3 separate regions of the Zea mays genome follow, and regions 1 and 2 are each linked to region 3. Evidence: chromatin contacts called from public Hi-C data. All regions are on one chromosome and are shown on one strand. Each heading gives the region's core, a stretch centred on a gene start, on an enhancer-like site or on the middle of the called end of the contact. The rest is flanking DNA. Distances are from core to core; before and after follow the strand shown.

The links. Hi-C and Micro-C count contacts between places; a contact is called where the count stands out from the background.
Region 1: a contact with region 3 is called in a Hi-C map of tassel, with 4 times the contacts expected there. The contact joins the promoter of LOC109944860 here to the promoter of LOC100381718 in region 3. A contact is called at or near these places in 4 of 25 Hi-C or Micro-C datasets (bundle sheath, ear, leaf and 1 more).
Region 2: a Hi-C map of ear shows a contact between it and region 3, with 2.8 times the contacts expected there. The contact joins the promoter of LOC100384472 here to the promoter of LOC100381718 in region 3. A contact is called at or near these places in 5 of 25 Hi-C or Micro-C datasets (bundle sheath, ear, leaf and 1 more).

Annotation. Positions count from the first base shown.
Region 1 is chr3:157,998,215-158,001,638 of Zm-B73-REFERENCE-NAM-5.0, reverse strand. It overlaps LOC109944860 (thiamine pyrophosphokinase 1), which reads right to left and starts at 1,918. Exons shown (of 6, transcript XM_020550377.3): 1 at 1,582-1,918; 2 at 1,381-1,477; 3 at 565-637. The coding sequence starts at 1,732.
Region 2 is chr3:158,075,165-158,078,834 of Zm-B73-REFERENCE-NAM-5.0, reverse strand. LOC100384472 reads left to right here and starts at 1,752. Exons shown (of 9, transcript NM_001322107.1): 1 at 1,752-1,920; 2 at 2,427-2,649; 3 at 3,026-3,274; 4 at 3,570-3,620. The coding sequence starts at 1,765. It overlaps LOC103650810, which reads right to left. Exons shown (of 4, transcript XM_008676379.4): 2 at 984-1,161.
Region 3 is chr3:157,827,303-157,830,782 of Zm-B73-REFERENCE-NAM-5.0, reverse strand. It overlaps LOC100381718, which reads left to right and starts at 1,757. Exons shown (of 13, transcript NM_001361528.1): 1 at 1,757-2,140; 2 at 2,801-2,984; 3 at 3,077-3,145; 4 at 3,266-3,364. The coding sequence starts at 1,869.

The DNA.
Region 1 (3,424 bases), core at 669-3,168, 170 kb before region 3:
TCATCTTATAAACTTAAAAATAGTGCATTATAATTTATATACGTTGAATATGATATATATATTGTGTGGGGATGGGCCTCCATTTCGGATTTTGCACCGGGCCCCTAAAAAGTCAGGAACGGCCTGGAGCAGGCGAGCAGCAATAGAACATGTCTCCTGTGACCAGCCACATAACCCTCCCACAATGTAAATGTATTTTCAACGAATAATTTAGGAGTACTGATTCTATGTTCTCAATCTACACAATCATTGACATATTGATGATTGAACTGAATATCAGACAAACAGAGGTTTTACAACGACTTGCATTTGAAATCAGAGGGAGCAGAGATCAAGGTCTGATATCCAGTTTATTATTGACAAAAGCAGCAGCCAAAGGAGAACTTGTAACATATTCATGTGGACCTAGTTGGGAAAACGTTGATAGTATTATACATGTGCACTCAAAACTGTCCTTGACAGTTGTTAAATGCAGGACGACTATATGGTTCACGTATGAGCCACCAAGCATTAGCCTGTCATTTTCAACCATGGATGCTAAATGCCAAAATATACAGTAGTTACCAATTTGGAATAATACTCCTTCACTTCTGGCCTTATTGAGTCCATGTCCCCTTTAATTACATCTGGCTTGTACCTGCAGGAAGATAAGATACATTAAATTAAAACTGCCCTGAATCCTTCCAAACTGTATACATCTCAATATCTCATGCCAACTAGTACGGCCATGGTAAATCAGCCAACCATCCTCCTCTGGTTGCACAAAATATTCCCCACATACACAATGTCTTCAGCTGATTAACACTAACTGGATTAACATTTTTTCGAATCTGAGAAGAAATGCATAGAGGTTTCTCAAATTTGTGGCAAACTACCAAGGGCAAAAGAGCGAGACACATATGTAGAGTCAGAAAACAAACATAATTTTAACACCACTAGATAATTTCACCGTGCTTTCCTTCCAAAAAACATCATTGAAGTGAAAGACCAAGATGGTTGTCTCGTACTCCTTATCAAAGAAAGGACGAGGGGGCATTCTATGGCAACATTTAGCAACTAGCCAACTACAGCACAATGGGGAGGGCGTCTTCAATTTTATCAATACCAGCTAAACCATGTGTTTACAAAGTGGCAAGGCAGATGCTGCACGTAATAAACATATTTGGGAATCAACACATCTGGAAGCCAGATTCGGCAAGGCACGCCTTGGCGCCATGCGAGCAGCTACGTCGCTCTCGCCGGCGCATCCGTGCACAAGCAGGTAACTACGGCAGTGTCACCGGTGCATTCCATCGAGCACATGACGAGCAGTTCATTGGACCAGACGTAGAGACGTACGAGCAAACGCAATGAATAGGCGAAGTCGGGATTCGCAATCACCTGGTGCGGACCTCGGCGGGGTCCTCGCCCGCGAGGAGTTCCGGCATGCCGTCGAAGACGCGGTTGGCGCCTCCGTCGGCGCACACGCGCAGGCGCGCTGGCCTCGAGGAAAAAAACAAGAGCAGACGGGTCAGACGGCGGGGACCGGCCAGGCAAAGCGGAAGGCGGTCAACAATGGCGAGAGGGGGAGAGGGGCATCACCGCGGGACCAGAGGAGCGGCGCGAAGCGGGGGAGGCGCTGGTTGAGGACGACGAGCGCGTAGGTGGTCGGGGCAGCGCCGCTGGGGTCGGACGGGGCGGTTGGGGCCGGGAGGAGATAGGCAGAGGAGTGGGTCATCGTCGGGAGCGGCATGACGCGGTCACCGGAGGAGCAGAGGAGTAGCGACCCAGCGGGGTTGGGCCGTTGGGGGGTACAGGGGAAAGGAGCTGCGCCCGTGGCCCGTGGGGCGTGTGGCTTTCGAAGCTCCCAGTCTCGCTCTCGAGTCTCGACTCCTGATTCGAGGGGAAAAGTGCACGCAGGCTCAAAAAGTCTCTCCTTTTCCTTCGAGAACGACGAACGTGGAACCAAAAGTCACTACGAAGGCGGGTTTCGTTTCGCTGGTATGACGTGGCTGGGTTACCAATCAATTTTTTGGCCTGTTTGGAACAATGCACCAAGCGCCATACCACGTCACACTTTAGACGTCGCAAGTGTGGTGCCCGATTTGGTAGCCGTCCGATTTGATAGCCGCACATTAGGCGTGGTGTGATGCGCTGTAGGCTGCCGTCCAAACTGACATTTATCTTCTCTTCTCCTACCACTACTAGTTTAACGTAGGGATAGCGATCGATCGAATTCGGAACAGATATTATAAATATCCGTCCACAATTATATCTATGTTTGCAACCAATATCTATCGGCAACCATACCCACGGGCAGAAATTTATATCTATACTTGTGCCCTTCGGATTTTGGACGGTTTTTGTATATCTGTCGGATATAACAGCCATAATCATTTTCAACAATTCAATAGCATAACTAATCAAATTTATTCTCAATTCACCATCGTACACAATTCAAAACTTAATAAAAGAACTATTATGGGTTTGTGGCCTATGACCAGACACTGGAACTTAAAAGGGGTAGTCGCCAATCAGCCGCCAGCTATGATGCGGCCTATGGGGCTTGGAAGGGGCACTGGGCACAACACATGAAGCCAACAAGGCTAGAAGGGGCGGCCAACAATGGGGAATTGAAAGCGTTAGACGTGAGGTTCATGGAGGTAAGGTTTGCTCTTTGTTGTGTAATATGGGCTAGACCAAAAAATAAACTATGGATCGATTTCGGATATACAACGGATAACCCACGGGTCGGAGATAATATCCTAATCCATGTTCGTCCAACTTCAGATCGGATATGAATTTGACCCACAGGTCAAAAAATATATCCTTACCCGGCTCCTTTGGATTGGATATTCAACAGATATCCGAAATCGTGGGTCAAATTGTCATCCCTAGTCTAATATTTGTGTGAACGTTACGGTTTTGAGGAGAGCGAGGAATCGACGGCGGGAAAGCGAGTGAGGAGGGGGCAGCAGCGTGTGGGGGGGGGAGGGAGGTAGGGGTTACTGTGCGTGTGAGAAATAAGGTAGGAAAGACAATCTAAATGAACGAGGGAGGAAAGATGATCCACATAACACTGTCTATTGGATTTGAGTGAGTAAAGGAGAAGAGGGTTATCTAGTGATTTAAATCGTTGGTTTTGAGGGTGTGTTATGTGGAGATGTAATTCATTAAGTGGATTTAGGGAAAGTAATAAGTGCATGGATAATTTAGTTAGGTGGGTTTTACAAAGTTAAAACTGATAGATTATATAGGGATATAGATATATAAAGCAATTTCATTGTCTTTGACTGACATGCGCGAAGTGACCGGGTAACGAGCCAGTAGTGTCCTTGTCATATTCAACATAATATGGTTCTGATATGGTGGCGCAAGTTGGCACAGATCCTTTGGCGTGGGAGCTTTCGACAAATTCAATTACACTAACGCCCTGTTTGGATCA
Region 2 (3,670 bases), core at 503-3,002, 250 kb before region 3:
CCTCAAGGTTAACCAAACCTAGAAACAACTCGCGCACATGGTCAAAGATCTCTGTCCCTTCAGTTGCTCACGTTGTCGATCGGTCCTTCTAAAGAATCGACACGTTTCACGTTTGGTTAGTACATGTACAACTCTATTAATTTAAGATTTTCTAAGAGATTTTTAATAAGGTAAGTTAAAAAGATTAAAAGATAAACTTTTCACAAGAGGTTGTCTCTTCATAATTCTCTATATATTATTGTTTTACTATACTTATAATTTAGAGGTTATAGGTTGTATTATAAAGTCATTTAATTGTATTTTATACTTAGAAAAATCGATCGGGGTTACACGTGACCTTAAGGCTACAAAGGCCGGGCGGTATATTCCAGAGGCACGTCACGTCGAGAAGATTGAAGAGCGTTATGCCGTTCTCCAAACGCATCCTTCGTCACGAGTAGCAATGGTCAAGTCCATGGAGCATATCAACACGAAAGCGAGTTGAAACTACCAAGTTGCAAAAGAACACTCGGGCTCCGACATTTTCCCAACAGTAGCTGCTCACCGTATCGAAGATTGGAAGTCAATACTGATGGCAGCCACTTTTGGGGCCGTTACACACTGTTCCAAATGTCCCGTGGGGCCGTATGCATGCTTAGTCCATACGTATTGGCGACGGGAAATACACGCTTGCCTCGATCAGCCTCTCCTAGTTAACAAGTAGAGTTCAGAACCCGTGCTAGTCGGTAGACACTCGTGTAGGGCTTCTCCTTCTGTGACCATTATAGTTTCTATTTTAAACTTTTAACAGATATGTCTATATGATTCAAAAACAGTAGTCGTTACTGACTTTTTTTTTAAAAAAAAGGGATCAGGACATCCATTCATGGGCATATGGCTCAATATGGTTCATCATTGTCAAGGAGTATGGGGGAAAACTGGAACTGAAGGGCCAAGTCGCAGATTCGTATGGTGGAAAGTCTAGAGTACAGCGCTACACTTACCAGTGACAGCCACTGCGGATGAAGAAAAGTCACCACGCCCTCCCACCACGCACGTAGCCACCTTCCCGGCTTGTGTAAAGAAAATCACAAGCGTTTCACGGCTGCGGCGTTGAACGAAGACCTCGGCAAGTGAAGCGAACGACAGCAACAGCGTCTGGCCTCCGCCAACATGCATGCACTGAGATAGAATTCCGTTTGTTAGACGAGCATCCAGTCACATCCCAGAATACGTTTATATATACTTGGTCTTTGAAAAAAAGGAAGCAAGTGAAACAGGAATGAGAGCCAACTTAACAAGGGTGCTGTTTGGTTCACGAAATGTAACGTAAAGGGTAATGGTTTACGTTCGATTACGGGCGGTAACAAATTTGAATAGTCCGGTATCAATTTTTAGTATGGTATCTGATTACGGCTGGACTAAAACAAATATGATTTAACGTTATCACTTACCCATTACGTTACAAACATTTGAACCAAACGGCACCAAGATTCATTTGATCATATATACAATTATTACATCTAAGCACTAGAGTGGAGCACGTCTCGCGGGAGTGCATGCCGTAGCGCGCGTGCGCACAGGGCGGACGACGGGATCTCAGGCGGACGTTGAGGAGCGGCTGATGTTGGAGCCGTCAACACTCAACAAAAAGCACACGTTCATACCCTAGCTAGCATCACGAGAGAAACTGCCTATAAAATCCAAGCTATGTGAAACAGAAACAAGAGGTCGATCGGCCAGAGCAACTGAGCGTGAGAGACCCCCCATACCTTCTAGTCTAGCATGGCTGAACCTCACCACACAAGCAGCAACGGAGCTGCTCACGGTGATGCTGATGATGCGTCGGAGAAAATGCCGCCCAAGAGGCTACAGAGATATGATTCACTGCACATGGAGGCTGGAATGTTCCCTGCTGGTGGATCGACGCATGCAGCCAAGGTATATGTTAGTTCTCCGACTACTCTTATCCAATCAGATAATGATCCTCCTTTTGCCTTAGAGCCGTGTGTAACTGCACAGTAAAATTTTGAATCCTCATCAATTTATTTCAACAAAAGTTCAAAACTAATTAAATATATAATTCTCATACAAACGTACCGTGTTGCACGAAAGATTCTCGACCCTTGAACTCCAGGGTCCATGAAACCCCTGTTGCCTTCTTAGAACAAAGTCTAATGGGAGTATCCATATGTGGTTGAGTTTTTTTTTCTTCTTGTATGTGTTCTTTTTTTCATCTCGTAAAGTGTTTCTATGGTTCTGCTGAAATCTTAAGTAACTGCTGCACTGTCGTGTTCGTCCTTGCCTTACTGAAGAGACTAAGCATATCAGCTAGCTGCTTCATCATCTAAGGGTTGTGTGCCTAAAAGCATATTGTCTGCTTTCTTTCTTGCTTTCTTTTCGAGGCAAATGTAATCTGATTCAGAGTATGCACTTTGGTAATGAAGGTTGGCTGGGCGACCACACTGCACCTAGCATTCCAGAGCATAGGTGTGGTCTACGGAGACATGGGGACTTCTCCGCTCTATGTTTTCTCCAGCACCTTCACAAACGGGATCAACAACACAGATGACCTCCTCGGAGTCATGTCTCTCATTATCTACACTGTGATTCTCCTTCCGTTGATAAAATATTGTTTTATTGTCCTGCGAGCTAATGATAACGGTGATGGTAAGTAAGTATTGTTACATACATCTTCTCATCACAACTTCGACTCTTCTAGTATGGCTATATAACAAGTGTTTTTAAGAACTAGACATGGGATGAAGGTTGAAACAAGATGTTGTAAAGAATGTCAGAAATATATACAAATGAAAGTCGTTCACAACATTGGTTTAGACTGTCCCAACAGAATATAATAAATAAAAGATGTGTAAGTGTGTATAGATACTGTAGTATCTTTAAGAATATAGGTAAAAACATTAGGCTACGTCCGTGAGAATCGAACACCTAATTTGCTAAATTAAAATAAAAAGAAGCATCACAGGAAAACATTATTCGTTTTATGAGAGAAGCTAACATGTATTATCAATCTATAATATTGCAGGAGGAACGTTTGCACTTTATTCATTGATATCACGGTATGCTAGGGTTAGCTTGATACCTAATCAGCAGGCTGAAGATGCGATGGTATCTCACTACAAGTTAGAGTCTCCCACATATCCCATGAAGAGGGCTCATTGGATCAAGAAGAAGATGGAAAGCAGTCCAAAATTTAAGGTCTTGCTTTTTCTAGTGACAGTCCTGGCAACATCCATGGTGATTGGTGATGGTGTACTAACTCCATCTATGTCAGGTGAGTTCAGTCTCCTTCCTCATCTCTTGTAAAAAATGTTGTATACAGGGTATAGTTAAAATACACATGGATTATTAAAATAAATAAGGCAGTGTATCACTTTTATGCACTCTTTTGATGCACATGCTAAAAATCTACTCTCAGTTCAAATATGAAAGACGTAAAGATAAAAGTGCCACTTGCAATAATTAAGAGAGAGCTATTATCCTGCCATGCGATGCATATCCTCTGGCCACTAGAATATACCTACAAGATTGATTTTTTAAAATGGAAACTCATAGGTATTCTTTTGCAGTACTTAGCGCTGTCGGGGGGATCCAACAAAGAGCAACGAACCTGACTCAAGGTACAACAGGCTATGCATTGAAATTTTGAAATATATATTCAACAGGAGTT
Region 3 (3,480 bases), core at 508-3,007:
GAGTTTGAAATCGAGAGGCATGGCGTTGGCGAATTGAAGTGGAGGATCGAATGCCTCTGATACCAATTGTTAGCGTTGCGGTACGCTACTGGAGAACGAGCAGATAGAGAGAGATCGAGAAGACAAAATAGAGACGGCGTGAGGTGGAAGAAAGAGAGCTGTAGCAGTCAAGTGTAATCTGTATTCTGTTCTTTGATGAGCTTTCCTCTGCTATCAGGCAACACATAAGTACACGGACGCACGCGCTCCCTACCGCACACATCGTGTCCTGGGCTCGCGCACGCAGGCGTACTTGTCACACACATTACACCCATTTGGGCCCAGCAGACGAGCATTGGGTCAGCGCACACACCCAGCCCGGGTCCCTAACACATCGGTCGTATGATTGCTAGCCGGTGTGTCGTTCAAGGCGTGCTGCTGTCGTTGTCCAACACAGTGTGCTGGGAACGAAGGTTACCTCCAACAAATGCGAACGCAACTGGGGATGTGAACGAATGGGAGCCGGAAGGAACAGAGACGATAGGATTCCAGCACCGCCAAGGAATGATCGGGCCGGCTGCTACAGACCTGAAACTTCATGCGCCAAAAAAGGGACGGTATCCGTTGATTTGTTGAGTTTTGACCCGTCTTCATAAAAAATTGGAGTCTATCTATCTTCTTTACAAACGCCAAGACTAGTTTAAAAACACTATTGTTCCAAGAGATTTCTATTTCCCAAAGAAAAATAAACTATTTTTTTGAAAAAATAAAAATCTCTTGGCAAGACTCTAAATTTAGCTAGGATTTATATCTAAACTGTTGGGGTTGCTCTTACTCACTCAAATCCAGCGAACAATATTATTTAGATCATCCTTCACCCTCCCCACAACATCGTCGCCCCAACCTTCCTCCTCCCACTCACTTGGGTCGTTGCTATCGACCCCCTTCTCTCTTGCTCACAATATCATAACATTAACACAGTCTACTCCTTCCGTTCCAGAAAGAATATCGGTTTAACTTTTTGTCAAATTTGACTGGCTCATCTTATTAAAAAATTATAACTATTATTTATTTTCATTCCGATTTAGTTTATCATACAATTTACTTTAACCAGCAACTGTTTTTAATGTTTTTTCAAATATTTTGGTAATATAAGCCGGTTAAATTTGGCGTCAAAATGGTCAAACAACTTTTTTTTATGGATAGGAGTAGTAACTAGGCCTTGTTTGGGTCGTACTGACTTATTGTTTAGCAGTGGCTAATAATTAATCAGAAAATAAATAATTAACTAGCAAATATTAGTCAGGGTATATTTGAAGACTTGACTATTTATATGATTTATTAATATCTATTAGTAAGGTCAAATAGCTAATGGACAAATAATTTATCAGTTCTTCGGCTAACAATTAGCTACTTTTTTAGCTGACCTATTTAAATGTTAAGGTACTAAAATTAGCTGGTAAACTGTTTGACACAATGATAAAAAAAAGCCCTTAGGTTTAGTTTGGGAACCACGTTATTCCAAGGGATTTTCATTTTCACAAGGGAAATTAGTTTATTTTCCCTTGGGAAAATAAGAATCTCTTGGGAAAATTGAGCTTCCAAACTAGCCCTTAAAACATGTTCTTCCGCCAAATGTTCCTCCGTCAAATCAAATCAGGTCTGGAGGAGATGTCGCTTGCTGGGCATTGGCTAACCGTACTAACCGTAGATCGCAGTACATTTCCTGAATCCGAGCGATCGCTGCTTTTCTCGTTTCTACTTTCTTCTACCTCCCGATTCGCTGGCCTCTCCCGACCCTGCCCCGCCTCATCACTCCCCATCCCACCGACACACGGCGTGTCAGGTGTCACGCGCCTCCGCTAAAACCCTAGCCCCACCCAGGCCTGATGGCTGCTCCGCGGCAGCCGCACCCACCGGCAGCGGAGGAGGGAGCCGCGCCGGCGGGTCCCCTGCCCGCCGCCGCGCCAGGTCCGCGTCCGTACGACGTGACGGTCGCGGCAACGGAGCTCCGGCCGGTGGACTGCAATCTCGCCGCGCTCTGTGACCACGTTCAGGCGGAGGGCTTCGGCTCCGGGGCCTTCTCCGACCTCGTCGTGGAGGCCATGGGCGCCACCTACCGCCTCCATCGCCTCATCCTCTCCCGCAGCGCCTACTTCAGGTGAGCAGAGCCTTGGCGCGCTCGCCGCCTTCGCGGATTGAAGTGCCTGTTTGGCTGTTTCGATCTGGGTCGTCTGCAGCTGCTCAAAGTACTTAATTGAATTTCTGTGTGGACATTTTTGTCTTGGTTGGGACGTCTCCACCCCTTTCCTGTAAAATTTCCATGTGCTTTGATTCCTAACGTTCAATCTAAGAATATGACCTTATCAAGTGATTAGGATTCTGTTTTTCCCCCCAGAAAGTAACAGCCTGCAAATAGCATGCCGATTGAAATCTTACACTCTTAACCGAACATGTTAGATTTTCATTTACTCTGTATATATCATATTGCATCCTTCAATGTTCAGTTTGCCTTATGATTTCCAGATTTCCATTTATGCCAAGAATCGCTATTGAAGCTAAAATTGATTTAATAAAAGTCAGGCACTATTTTTTTCTGTTGAGATTTCAAGTTCAGAACTTTTGGATGGAAGTATAGGCATCAACCAATAGTGTGGCTCATGAAAAATGAAATCATAGTTTTTCTCCCTTCCCTTTAGCGTCGTGCACACATATTTCCCTTATTACATTACTTCCCTACTGGCACATCCCCACATAGAATGTTCATGTAAATTAAAACAAGTAAAATGCTTAACAACTTCTGTATGGTAATTTCTTGAAGGAATATGCTACATGGTCCTTGGAGAGAGTCGGGAGCACCCACAGTGGTTTTGCACATAGATGATGCCAATGTCGATTCAGATGCAATTGCAATTGCGCTCGCATATCTTTATGGGCAACCCCCCAAGCTTACTGATAGCAATGCATTCCGAGTGCTTGCAGCTGCATCATTTCTGGATCTTCAGGTCTATCCCATTTCAATGATTTATTTTATAATTTCCTTTGTGCTTCATTGTTCTGTGTTATTTTTTCTCACATATGATGTGGTCAACTGTAGGACTTATGTACAATATGTACAGATTTTATCATTTCCGAGCTCTGGACATCAAACTTTTTACAATACCAGGTAGGTTCATCACTATTATATAGATTATTGTTGGGTCAGATCAGAACTCTTGAGCAATAAAATATTCACTTTCTTCTCCTTGTTCATTCATGGTCTTAGCTTTTTGTCATTTGCTAATAGTTGTTTGCTGAGAGTCAAGATTATGGGAGCCATGGAGAACGTGTTAGGAACGCTTGCTGGGGTTATCTTTGTCAAAGTGCCACAATGGAATTACGAGAGGTACATATGATTTATATGACTTTATCTGACTAAATGGTGTAGTTGTGTTGGTTGAAATGCCCTGCAATCTTTTCAGAGATATTTTTATTGATTTGTTGCCACCAGCTTTAAGTATG